2 separate regions of the Gasterosteus aculeatus genome follow, and region 1 is linked to region 2. A link is a contact called in public Hi-C data. All regions are on one chromosome and are shown on one strand. Each heading gives the region's core, a stretch centred on a gene start, on an enhancer-like site or on the middle of the called end of the contact. The rest is flanking DNA. Distances are from core to core; before and after follow the strand shown. Region 1 overlaps wnt4 (wingless-type MMTV integration site family, member 4). Region 2 has its middle 7.6 kb from the start of svbp.

Region 1 (6,617 bases), core at 3,528-6,027, 84 kb before region 2:
CATTAAGTTGAGTAAATCTAAACTCTTGGGGGATTCAAGCCCTCTGCCAGCTTATATATTTTCCCCAGATCCACATGTCCTGCCTTCCACGTTCCAACTCGCCTCTGCCCGGCTCTGATTGGCTCTGTTGTGGTAGCGTGGGGGGGGGGGGGGGGGGGGTTCCATCAAAGCCATGTGTGCCTGTTTGATCCCCCCCACGTGTTGTTTAGCGTAGCCTCGGCCGCTCGAGCGCTACGTTCGGGCCGGGAGAGACTGTCCGTCGGGCGACGGGAGAAACCCGACGGACAGAAGAACCCGGAGGCGAGAGCCCGTTGGGCCAGGCAGCATCCTGACACAAACAGCTGGGTGGCATCCGGCCGGCCTGACATTCACCCTGGAAACATTTAATAAACACACGATAAGCCCTTATGCGGCTAATGTTTCAGGATAAGTGTTTGTGTGTGTGTGTGTGTGTCTGTACACGCGTGGGAACATTTCCGCGGAGGCCTTGGGGCCAGTGTGTGTTCGGGCGTTTTCATCCCCCGTCTCACTTTTATCTGCTCCCCCCTGCGTGTTTGTGCCCTTCGCTTCCCAGAGACGAGGTTAACGGAACGCCTCAACAACGAGTCCAAGAGAGCACACACACACACACACACACACACACACACACACACACACACACACACACACACACAGACACACACACCTTCATCCCCACATCTCATCCTCATTCCGCTCCCTCCTTCCTCTCTGGCCTGTGGCAGTTGCGTGCTTAAATCCCAGGGGGCCTAAGCCCCAGTGGAGCCAGCGGTGTTGTGAAGGCTGCGATGTGTAATGCAACACAAACACGCCAACGCGCCGCGGTCCAGGTGGAATGCTCCGTAACCTCCCACCCGGGGCCCCCGCGGCCTCACCCCCCGAGAAAAGAAAGAGATAATTCCAAACAGAGGAGCCGTTTATGACGCAGGGTGTTATCTGGAGACAGGAAATAAAGGCCGAATACCCCACGAAACTCCCGTTCGGATTACTGCGTTTTTATGAAAATCGGAGAGATGAAAAGAAGGAACGCACGTGGAACGTAATCCTAAGCCGGGCATTTAGTGAGGGGGGAACTCGTTGGAATGATTTGGATTTGGAGTTTGTGCCTTTTCAGGAGTCTTGTGTTTTTCTTTGTCCTCCGTTTTTTTTTTATTCTCAGAATTGTGTGCATGCTGCCATTTTTATTGTGTGTGTGCGCAATAAAGTAAGACTGCGTTCTCGTCAAGGCCCGTCAAAAAAAGTTGGGTCTATTCTTTTCTGGCAACTTGCGAACCGCATGTTTCACAATTTTATTTTCATAAACTAAATAACAAAGAAATGAATCCCGACTAAAAATGCTGACGGGTTAAGCTGCAGCTGCAGCGTTACTTTATTGTTCAACATGGAAAACCGAAGAGAAGTCCGTCAAAGACTTAGGAGGTCTGGAGTTGTCCTCCTCGTGCAGATTAGCGGGTCCCTGTCACCTTTTCCACTCTCCTCATTCAACGTTGAATATAAAGCGCCAGACAAAATATCCTTAACAAGTCGCCCTGTGAAGCTTAAACGAAGGCCTAAAGGAGAGAGATTAGGGACAGTGGAGAAGAGAGAAATGCAGCGTGGGAGGGGTCGGGGGGTCGGGTGGGGGCTTAGTGGATGTGCAGCCTGCACACATCTGCACGACAGTAATGTGCTTCAGTGAGATCCATCTCTCCTTAATGTGTATTTATATGAAAATACCCGCATGTTTGCCTTTCCAGCGCCGAGCACACAGCGGAGGTACACAGGTAAATATAGCGTGGATGGGAAACGCAAGCAGCAGCGAGCCTGAGAAGCGCTGCGCGCGGACCTGCTACACTCCCTCCCTCCACGCAAAGTCAAGTGCAAAAAGGCCTTTTGCTTAGAGCGTCCGGCGGGCAGCGGCGATTCGAACCGCTCGCACGAAGACGAGACCTGAGACCACCGACCGGATGTAAAGCCCACAGTGAGCTGCAGAGGGCAATATCCTCTCAGTTTAACTAACGCTTTACCGCACGGGACGGCACCGCCGAACCCGCTTGTGTCTCCGCTCTCCTCGGTTGAGGGCTCGATGCGTCGGTTGTGTAACAGAAATACAGAAAAGAAAGTCTCCTCTTTTCTAGTTCGAGCAGCTTCTGAAGGAATGTTTCATGGTGACAGATATTTTATAGACATGTGGATCTTAACAACAGATCAGCACGTGAAACATCTGAGTAACGTCAGCAAATACACACAGAGATCTTATATTGTTATCTTATAACAATATGTCACCACTGAGGGATTTTTGTGACAATTTAGGACCCACGTTGGCCTTATTTTGTCCTTCGAGTCTGTCTTAATCTGAGATGTGCTGTGCACTAACATGACCCCATGACCCCGGACAAGAACATCCCGTATCTCTCTAGTGCTGAGAGAACGCTGCAGTCCGGCCTCAATAAACGTCCACAAAAAGGACTTTTTTTGTCCACTGACCGAATATAAATGTCCGACATGTCCAACATTACGGAAAGAAGCAGCCACGATGGTGATAATCTTCTAGACAGCAGCGAGCTACAATTTCTCTACTCCGACAAAAACCAACCCAGACAACACCTGCGCTGCTCTCTCTCTCGTTTCAGTCAACTGTCACTGGGGCAGTTTCTAACATCATTGCCCCTATTGGTCACTTCAAACACACACCGTTTCCCTGTAACATCTGGATTACATCTGGATTACATAGTGTCCCGCACAGTCCACACACACTTTCAATTCAAACGGTCTGTTTGAATTTTGCGGAACACGGTTTTCATGTGAATGATCACCTTCTGAAAGCGTGCCGTTGATTTAATATCAGAATAGAACGGGGAATTATTGTGATTTAGTCAAACATAGTGACGATGAAAGGAGCATTTCAATTTCTGACACAAACATTGAAGTAATATGCAATAAATAGAACAGTAATATAAAATCTGTGATTCTTTCTCATGAGTCAATTCAAAAATAACCCCACTGAGATGATGATGCCGAGCCGCGTTGGTGACAGTGGGTCCGGTTTGTTGTAGGAACGATTACGTGGATCTAAATTTGACTCACTATGCTTAAAATAGCTTTTGCTCTTATGTATTCAGTGACAAATGACATTAATGTGGGGACGGTGGAAAAAGGTCAAAGGGAATCCTTTAAAGTACAGGAGAGAAAAAATAGAAGCAAAGCGTGGAGACAGTGAAGCAAAAGAGGGGAAAGAGATGAGAGTGAATGCGTCTGATGAGTCAAGTGTGTGTGTGTGTGTGTGTGTGTGTGTGTGTGTGTCTGGGTGTATTTATATGCTGCTGGCTCCACTAGAGCTCATTTCCCCCTTAAAATAACATGCTCTGCTAACACGCCAACACCACACACACACACACACACAATAACACACTTTCACAGAGCGATATAAGCCATGAAATCGACCACCTGCCTGGGGGTTAGCGGTGTGGCCCCTAAAGGCCGGGAATCAAGTAGTGTGTGTGTGTGTCTGTGTGTGTCATGATAAAGTACTAAAGGCATCGCCCTCTTGGACTGTGATTGTCCGCCGTGCTTTGCATTGTCTTGGTTCTGCCTTTGATGGTCCGTCAGGCGACCGATGTTGGAGGTGTGTATAGGACCAGTTCTTTAGCCGATCCCGGTGCCGAGCGACGTATGAGTGTTCAGTTGAAGGCTTCATCATCAACATTGCTGAAGGGGGTACAAAAAGTGGCCCCCCACACAGTGCTGCAGGGGCTACACGCAGTACATGCAGCACAAAAAGTCCTTCTATCTTGGACTGTTGCAGAAAATAAGCTCTTTGGCAATTATACAATACTTGCGTGTTTAATCTTCACATTAATATGAGTTTTGAAGGGTAAATGCAGGAGACACAAAGTGCTGATGAACTCGACCTTGGTCACATGATTTCCACTAAGCTTCAAACTGCTCAGTTCAGAGTTTCTCTTTCCGAAAGGGGGAGTTTGACTCCAGCGATGGCACAGAAGCTTCAGAATTCACGGGAGGGGGGGGGGGGTAATAAATAACGTGCCGACCTTTTGAGCTCGTGTAATGTCATCAATGTCATTTCAAGAAGCTAACCGAAGACATATTGACAAAAACCCGTTGACCACGAGGAGGCGGAACCAAAGTGCAAACTCGCTCCCTGCAGCGCCGCGTTTGCAGGGTTGAATCTTCTCAACGTATTTGTTCTCATGAAGAGCTTCTTTCAAGACTTTATGAGAAGCCGGGACATGTTTGCTTCTAGTGAAAAGGTATGCACCTTGTCATTTTACCAATATTTACAAAAGATTAAGAATCCACAGCGGCGGTAACCTTAGCTTTCAGCTAAATGATGACCTCGACTTGCCAACGTGCCATAGTGAACGTCTGGTAGTGGTCCCATGACCTCTTGGAAACAAATGACATTTTGGTCCATTTGTAGTAATTAGGGTCTATTTCATGACTAAAGATGATTTGATATTTTTCATGAGAGGTAACACGTTCGAGATCTTTGGATTATTTGACAATTTGAAATAAATAATAGAGAAGCGGAGTTAACAGGAAGGCTTGTCGGTAACACATGACCTGTGCTTTGCTCTTCCATACTGTCGATTTGTTGAGTGAATAAAAATGTAATGACATCGTGAACCTAGAAGAAATATTACTGCATAATGGAGGCGTTTGTGGTTGCTCTTTATTTCCTCATTCAGCTTGAATAGATAAGGAGATAAGCTCGCTGGGGAAAATGGAATCATTCATGTGCAACAGGCAGGCCTGGACATGCAGCAGTCCTGCTAACTATTTACACGGTTCACACACATGTATAAACTGTGTTTTGTTCACGAGTGTGTGTGTGTACAAAGAAGCCCCTTTGTGCGTGAGGTTAGAATATTCAGCGTGGTTCTCACCTGTCACTATTGAACTATCAACTTTCTGCTTCACTTAGTTTTAAATGAAGAGGAAATGTGTATGGAGTCAGTAACTTAAAGGGGTTTATAAAAAAGGAACCAATTCAAACCCTAAATGTTAGCCTCAATATCCTGAAAGGCCTCCTGCAGGATCTCAACACTGCTGCTCCATTTGTTATCATATATTTGTTCATTTAGGCAAATTGGTCTGACTAATCTTTTGCAGAATCAGCTGTTACTAGTTGTGGTTGGTGCTGACATGCAGGTCATCTTTTCGATTCATGGAATCATAGAAAAACAAATTTCATTGTGTTGCGCCTGACGAAAACGGGAAATCTATGCTTTCCTAGTTTGCAACGTCAGCTGGATCACTCTGATATTGAAAAAAACACAATGATTCACAGGCATGTTCCGGAGTTACAATTTTAACTCCGCTGGCCTGTCTGTCAAAGACGGAAATCTCCTCGGGCCACTTTGAGGGAAAGTTTGATTTCACAACATCAAGCTTTTAGAGTCACAGCTGCTGTTGGAGCTGTTGACCCTGTTGGTGGTCAACTATTATAAAACTACCATACTACAAATACTAATACTATACTACTGACCCCCAGCATGCACCTGTCCCGTTCACCTCAGCAGCACCTTTGCCTCACCCCTGTCCCTCAAGTCTCTCGGGCCTCGCGGCTTCAAAAGCCTCTGGACCACAGTGACTGTACACGATCGATCGACGCGTCAAAGACAACCTGCAGCCTACGTTCAAGAAACGCCATCAGCTGTTCACGTCCATTGTTGCCCTTCAAACATGGCCGCCCGTCGTCTTCCGTGGGGTTTCCTCGTCACCCCCTCTGCCGTGAGCCACCCCTGTACACGCACCGGTGACGAGAGTGCTCCAAATAACATGCTGCAGGTTCATCGTATTCATGTGTGCGTCTGTCTGTGTGCGTGTGTGTGTAAAGAAGTGTTAGGCGCCAGTAAGCACCGCAATGCCAAGGTCTCTGCTTTCTCTGGTTACCCATCAGCTGCCATCTCTTTAGCACCTCACCATGGTTGTTCATCACACGTGCATGCATGTTCACACACCGAAAAAAAGGCCGGTGTGTGTGTGTGTGTGTGTGTGCTACAAGTACGAAGAAATGTCATGTATGTAGCGCCGCGATGCGACGGCGGGGTATTTGGTGGTTTAGTGTTGTGTTTTTTCATCCACATGCGCTCGCCGCTGTTCTGTCGTGTCTCCTGCGTCGCGTCGACGGCGGCGAGCGGGGCGTCCAAACTTGAACCCACTGTTCCCTCCCCAAAGTGAAGTGTTTAAAAAGCAAACACTCGTCCCTTTCGAGGCTTTAAAGGGGATGTCCTCTGCTGAGCAAATAAACGAGGATTCTAATCCTTTTCTCCAGAGCAGATTCGTGACGGTTTAAACCGAACAAATAAACGAAGCCGTGCGAAGGCCCGCTCTCCCTTTTTGTCTCATCTTCACACAGATGCCAGATGTAATCCTTCTTTCGCCACAACAGCGGTGAGATGGATTACTCACAGCCGCAATGGTTGCTTTTGCTTTAAGTTACAATGGGGGACCGACAACTGCTGATGGAGGAAAGCGAATAATGTCTTTATTTGACCTTTTTAAGCAAACGAGAGCATCAGTGAGAATATTGTCTCCTTTCTACAGTTGACTTATTCTTGATGCCTGCGTCGTGTCCGACTGCACGGCGAAATCAG
Region 2 (6,437 bases), core at 2,987-5,486:
TTTCTCCCGAAGACCCAACATGACGGTCTGCGTTTCTCTACCTCGTCTCTTTAGTTTGTAGAAATCAGCACACGCTGCGGGACAAACTGCACTGTGTCTCTCGCTAAGATTGGACATCAATCTTCATACAAACTGAATTGACCGGCTGCAGGATCGTGAGCACGCATCTGATTCAGGAATCAGCAACATTCATTGCCAAAATATGTTTGACGTACGAGGAATTTGACATGACGGTAAGACGCTGGACAACAAGACAGATAAGACAACAATTTACAAATGTATTTTTTTCTTTTTTTTTAATGCCTTTGGAGCAAACAAACAACTGGATCTCTTGACGATTGCACTTGGTGTAGTTGGGAGTTTAGTGTTTTTGTAGCAGCACCGTGTGCTTGTCAATTACTTTGACCGGCATCTATCCCGGGCGCTCACACCATGCACTTAACTTTGTTTTCTGTTTTTTGGAAAGCTTTTATCTCTCTCAGCTAGAGCGTGACACTAGGGGCTAAGGGCATCAGATCCTCGCCAAGCCGCTCTCTTTGTGTGTTTATGAATTCTTGGATAGACTGAGGGGCCATGCCGGTCTTTTTACGCCAAGACCCTTTCCAACGTCGGTTCGATTTGTCCATCAATTGGCTTAATGGGCCGCCTCGCCATGCGTGTCGGGTTGTTTATCTGGCCTTTGCCCGGTCGACTCTGTTCCCACACGACAAACAGCCGGTCTGCAGAAAATGAGTAGAAAACTGTGTAGAAAAGCGCTGGCTACACTGCAAAAGATGTGGCTTCACCAGCAACCGACCATCAGGGTCAAGGGTCACGTCAACAGGCTCTTTCGCACAACACAAATTCATACCGAGCTTTTCCTCTCAAGTCGGAAAAACAAACGAATACGCACATGGACGATTTAAGCGTCGTCTTTGTGAATGCGCGGCAAAAGATGTGATATCCGGCAGCGTCCCGAACAATCCGATTGGCCTCGAGCGACTTGCGCTGCGGCTGCTCTCCGAAAGCCGGGCCGTGACTAACGTGAACCACCATCACCATCGCTGAGCTGCCATGCAGGAAATAAATACAGCTGGACCAGACCGCGGACCAGCACGCGTTCCACTTATGTGTGGTTTCCAGGGGAATTTGCCCACGGCAGGAAGCTAGTGGATCAGCAGCACGGACTCCTGAAGGGTGGTGCAGAGACCTCGGCCATTAGGTCACTCAGCGACTGTGTGGTAAGACACCAAAAGAAGTGGAGTTCAAAGACATTGGGAGAACCCAAGGAAACACTATGGATTCATATTATGTGAATCTCAGCATCCACCAGTTCAGGTATCATCATAGCTTGAAGATATTTATCTTCTCTCTACATAATTGTCTGTATTTGTGTCCCGTGCTTACCTCGCGCTTGTGGCTTCAATTAGCGAGAGTATTGATGAAGACCCGAGGAGGAGGAGGAGGAGGAGGAGGAGGAGGAGGAGGCGGCAATGGGACGATGCTTCAGAGCCGTCACACAGCATATACTTCCTCTGACCCGGTGGATGATTTGTTACACCAAAAAACGAGGAAGCTTTAAATGAATAAATAAATGAAAGAACTGCATTGCATTATTAATGATTTTGTAGTGGTCTCACTTAATGCCATTTGAACTTTGGCTGATCCAATTCAGTCCGGATGGATTCTAGCTAAAAAAGCAGCTGAACAGGTATTTTGCTGGCATTCTTGTTCCATTGCTCGCCATAATCCCGGTGCCGCTAAACACTGGCGCTTTTGCCGCACATGTACACACACACACACACACAATAATGTTTTGACGGCAGAATCTGTTTGACAAGAATGATTTTTGGCGACTTCTTGCTAAATCTTGGTCCAATATTTGTACTGATTTTGCGGCAACATGGAGGACGTGGGTGCGAGAATTCAGAATGAATGCCGGTACACAAAGACGTTAATCGATTAACAAAAAGGGGCCTTTGATGAGTAACTTTTGGAAAATGGGAGTGGGGTCAAACGCAACATTCTCCTCCACTGGGCATCTGATCCGCGGCCCGTTTGAGTTGCGTGGTGGGTCAGTGGGTTGGTAGCGTTGGCGTGACCCACATGTCCCGATTAACCGTGTCTGGGTAATGAGTGGATTAAGAACTTGCAGGACAACTAAAAACACGCAGGCTGGAGGGTTTATTAGACCTACCAGAAAGTGAGTGGCAGCTCTCACAAAATGGGTTAATCCTTCCCTCTCATCGTGAGTTCCAGAGCAACATACATCGCATGGAAAAGTGAACAACCTGAGTCCAAGAGAACAGCGAATACACACACACTGCATTTAGATCTAGACATCAGCAAATTACCCCCAAAAAGGGCAGAAAAAGGGACCACTGATGCGTTTGCCTCTGTGTTATTTACCACAGCAAGACTGCTGTGTTTCGCTCCTTATAAACCTCCTTGTCTAACTCCAACCTCCTCCCTCTCTCGCAGACTCACAAGTACACAGACACACACAGAGGAGGGCCTGTAGCGTCCTCCTCAATTAGGAGTGTTTAGCTTTAACAGTGCGCCGGCGCTGACTAAGCCACGGCTCCCCTGAGGCCGAGCCGCCAAATCTCCCCGAGTCAACACGCGCGTGCATACGGTACCTCCAGCGCCCTGACAATCAGACGCACACGTACTCAAACATCACCGTGCACACAATTTGCAGCCGACTGTACTGCAATCAGTCCGTTAATTTGACAGTTCGAGTCAAACAGCGTCCTCTCTGGAGGTCCGCCTCCACGCGCAAACACACACACACACACACAGCTCGTCATCAGCCTCAACAGTCTGAGATGTGGTTCCATGCAGAATTAGTGTGTGTGTGTGTACAGGTGGTATACACTATACTCATTCATGCAGAGACACCTGGTTGTCTTGGAGTGCGTGTGTTTTGACAGCTGGACCTAACCAGGGTGCGCCGTGTCCTCAGACGTCCCACAGAAACCTTAACCCTGTGACCTGGCACCTCCCCAGTCGCCACCGATCACACACCTGAAGCGCAGCATTCCCTGACAGTCCCATTTAGGAAACCCTGTTATTCAAAGGTAACCGCTGCTCAATAGCTGGAGACGAGAACACTCGTTGGCCACGACCAGCCGTTCACTATAAAGAAGAGATGCAAATACTGCAGATATCGTATCGATATTTTTACGTTATCTCTGCATAACATTCTCAAGTCCATTCACAGAGATGGTCAAAGGTCAGGGTTGTCAAGTGTGTCTTTTGGTCACATCATTTTTAGGGAATTTCTTCAAATTCTGTACAAATGTCCACTCCAGGGTTCACGGAGGAGTTTGATTTGTATAAACTGACCATTGGCGTAAAGTATAGAGAACAAACGGGAGGAAAAACCCTATTAGGTCAATTTGAAAGGCCGACTTTGTTGTGTCTCATGAAGCCAACAGCTTTTGTTTAACAGATCTCTGAGTAAACTTCAGGGAGAGATACGGTTCAATCATTCTTTTTCACACACTTGATATTGTTACATGATTCATATTGATGTCAAGTTGTAAACGTTCCCTTGTGCCATTTTTGCAATAATGTGATTTTTTCGCCAACAGAGCTTTTTTTTTTTTTAAGGCTTTAACGTTGCATAAGGGATCCCCATTTTCCAAAGAAAAGACTGACTGTTGGTTATAATCCAACATCGTCCTGTAACATTTTGACCACAGGGCTGCAGTGTGCCTGGACCCTGTGGGGAAAACACTCCGCTCTGGAGAATGTTCTCTGAATCGGGTGTGTGTTCAGTCATGCTGGGTGTGTGTGTGTGTGTGTGTGTGCAAGGGGGACCATGGACTTTCTAACCTATGCACAATAGTAGCTATAGCCGCTGCAGGGCAAAGCCACATCTGTCTGTCCGTGTGCGTTTGCGCGTGTGTTGCGCTGAGTGCATGCGTGTGCGTGCTGCCGGATCCGAAGAATGCTCGTATTGTGTCACGTGTTTATGACATTCCTGATGTGTGTAGGGAGAAAAGGCCGGGAAACCGAAACCTGACGGGGGCTGTTTGCTGCCCGTCCGCAGACTGTACCAGACAGAAAATTGGGAGGGCTGGAGTCCAAATTACACTTGGCGAGAAAGGAGAACGCTGCGTTTGTTTCCTGTTCACGTGTGTGAGTGTTTGTGTGTTTGCAGTGTGTTCTGGAGTGCGATAGCTATGTGAGATGTGTGTTTTCCCAGTTCCATCCTTCGGTGTTCAGCACAGAAAACACTACGCGTGTGTGTGTGTGTGTGTGTGTGTGTGTGTATCCATGGCCGATATCTATGACGAGCGGTGCATCTCTTATTAGAATAACCCACACATGGACGCTGCTATAATTTGCCGTAGTATTTGCAGTAGGAATCAGGGGGCGGAGCCACGGCATTGAGGTCTCGCCGTCACACCAGCTCGAGCCAAACGACGGGCGCAGCTGCTGTTTAGCTCGAGTAAGCACATTCGTTCATTGACGCCCGAAAAAGAGCCGCCGGAACCACCTGAACAGCTGTTCAGCGCTTGCAGTTCACCGCTGGCTTTCCATGAGCCACTGTTACTACACTAATGTGTAGAACTGCCTGAATCGTGGTGCTGCTCAGTGGCGGACTGCATGAAGCTGCCCGGACCACGAAGCGCCAGAGGGATCCAGCTGGGAATTGGAAAAGTTTGGGTGGGAAATAAACACCTGGGGGTTGTCCACGGCAACGCGGCGGTTTGCGGTGTGTGGGAACACGAGGCCTCGGGCCTCTTTCAAGCAGACTTCAGCTGCTTTTTGGTGTGACAGCAAACAATCCACTCACACGTCACTTTGTGCGAATCGTGTGATTTAAAAAAAAAAGCTAAATCCACCTGCTGATTGTGGACTGTGGTTCTGTGCAGCATAATATTTATGGCAATCACGCGGTAACCGTGGTAACACACATTGTGCATTAAGTCAGTCACAAAAAGAGGCCGTGCAGACAGTAAGAAACAGGGTTTGAACGCATCAGTGTTTGCTAACGGACACAAAAGTACCTCTTATTAGCGTTTGGTAACAAAGGCCTTGTCAGCAGAGACAGACTACCTGAAGGGGGGGTAAAGTATTATATTCCGGTACACGTTTTCACCATCATCATACATTCTGTCTGGCAAGCCGTGGGGCAGAGGGGGGGGGTTGGGGGGTCCACGCCTGGAAAAAGTAAACACAGTGGTGTGTTCAGCTGATCGCCGGCGTTTAGGGGCTTTGCTAAGTGGCACCTGGTCACTGCCAAAACAAACAGAACCGCGTGTGTGCGTGCGCGTGTGTGTGTGTGTGTGTGTGTGTGTGTGTGTGTGTGTGTGTGTGTGTGTGTGTGTGTGCGTGTCCGAATGTGTGAGAGAAACACGTGTGTCTCGGCGCACACGCGTGGGCCAGCGCGTTGCTGCTAAGTGCCGCCGTGTGTCGGCCAACACAAACAGGCTTAATGAGAAGCAGCTCTTGGGACAGAGAGCGACAAAGTGGGTGTGAGCGAGCGAGCGAGCGAGAGAGAAAGATGGAAACCCGGCCGGGCCGAGCAGCACACTGACCCCGCTGTCCCTCTCACGCCGACTCGGGGGACGCACACTGCTCCCCTCTGTCCTCGTCCCGTAGCCCGTGAGCATCGCCTTCGTCAGCCTCCACCCGCTGCTTTCCCGTCCCCCGACGCTCGCCCTGATGATACGATGACACGTGTGCACCGATGGAGTCGAGGCTCCACGCGTGTGACTTGGTTTGCCTCCTCTCATCCGGTGGCCCCCCCCGCTGTGAAGGGACCCGAGCTCGGAACTGTGGCGACGACTTAACCTCCGTCTCCAGCTGCTACAATCCAACATTAACACACTCAGCCACAACTATTATAATATATATATAATATTGCTGAGCAGTGAGACGGCAGAAGGATGCACATTTTGCTGGTTATCAACTATTTTGTTGAGACAAAAGCGTTGGTCTAAAAGCCTTGGTGGTGACCACTGGTACCCACTGTCCCCTCCATGGGTGGATGGGGGGCCGATGGAACCACAGTCACCCACATGACTGGTGGCTCCAAAATGAGCTCATCCAGACTCCCTGATTACACTTCCCCTCACCTGCTCAGGCCACCATCGCCCTGCGCTATATGGCCCGGTCCGGTTTCAGAGATTTTGCCTTTGTGCAGTCATCCATCCTCCCGATTCACACGCTAGTCACAGCTACAGGAGCAATAGTGGGGTTAAGGGTGCAGTAATCTATCAAGGGTCACCTCACGGCAGGGTGCCATCGTGACACACGTTTAAACATCGTGCCGCAATTTCCCTGCTGCTCTTTGGCCCTCGGTCTGTCGTTCCAGTCTTTGTTCATGTGGTTCTCGCTCACATAATGCCGTCATTCCAGACTCCGTCGTGCTACATCTACCCACCCAAGTCCTTTCTTCTGCAATTACGTAGCTCATGGTTTTTGGTTTTGTCTTCCGGATC

The links. A called contact is a pair of places that touch in the nucleus more often than the background predicts.
Region 1: a contact with region 2 is called in a Hi-C map of skeletal muscle, with 2.4 times the contacts expected there. The contact joins two enhancer-like sites. A contact is called at or near these places in 2 of 6 Hi-C or Micro-C datasets (skeletal muscle and tail fin).

Annotation. Positions count from the first base shown.
Region 1 is chr17:18,142,976-18,149,592 of fGasAcu3.hap1.1, reverse strand. The region is part of intron 1 of wnt4 (wingless-type MMTV integration site family, member 4); the gene reads right to left. Among protein-coding and RNA genes, the nearest start is that of wnt4, 8.1 kb to the right of the region's middle. Within about 2 kb of position 4,777, at least 1 of the 9 cell types and tissues checked has open chromatin away from gene starts, as enhancers often do.
Region 2 is chr17:18,058,625-18,065,061 of fGasAcu3.hap1.1, reverse strand. No RefSeq gene overlaps it. Among protein-coding and RNA genes, the nearest start is that of svbp, 7.6 kb to the right of the region's middle. Within about 2 kb of position 4,236, at least 2 of the 9 cell types and tissues checked have open chromatin away from gene starts, as enhancers often do.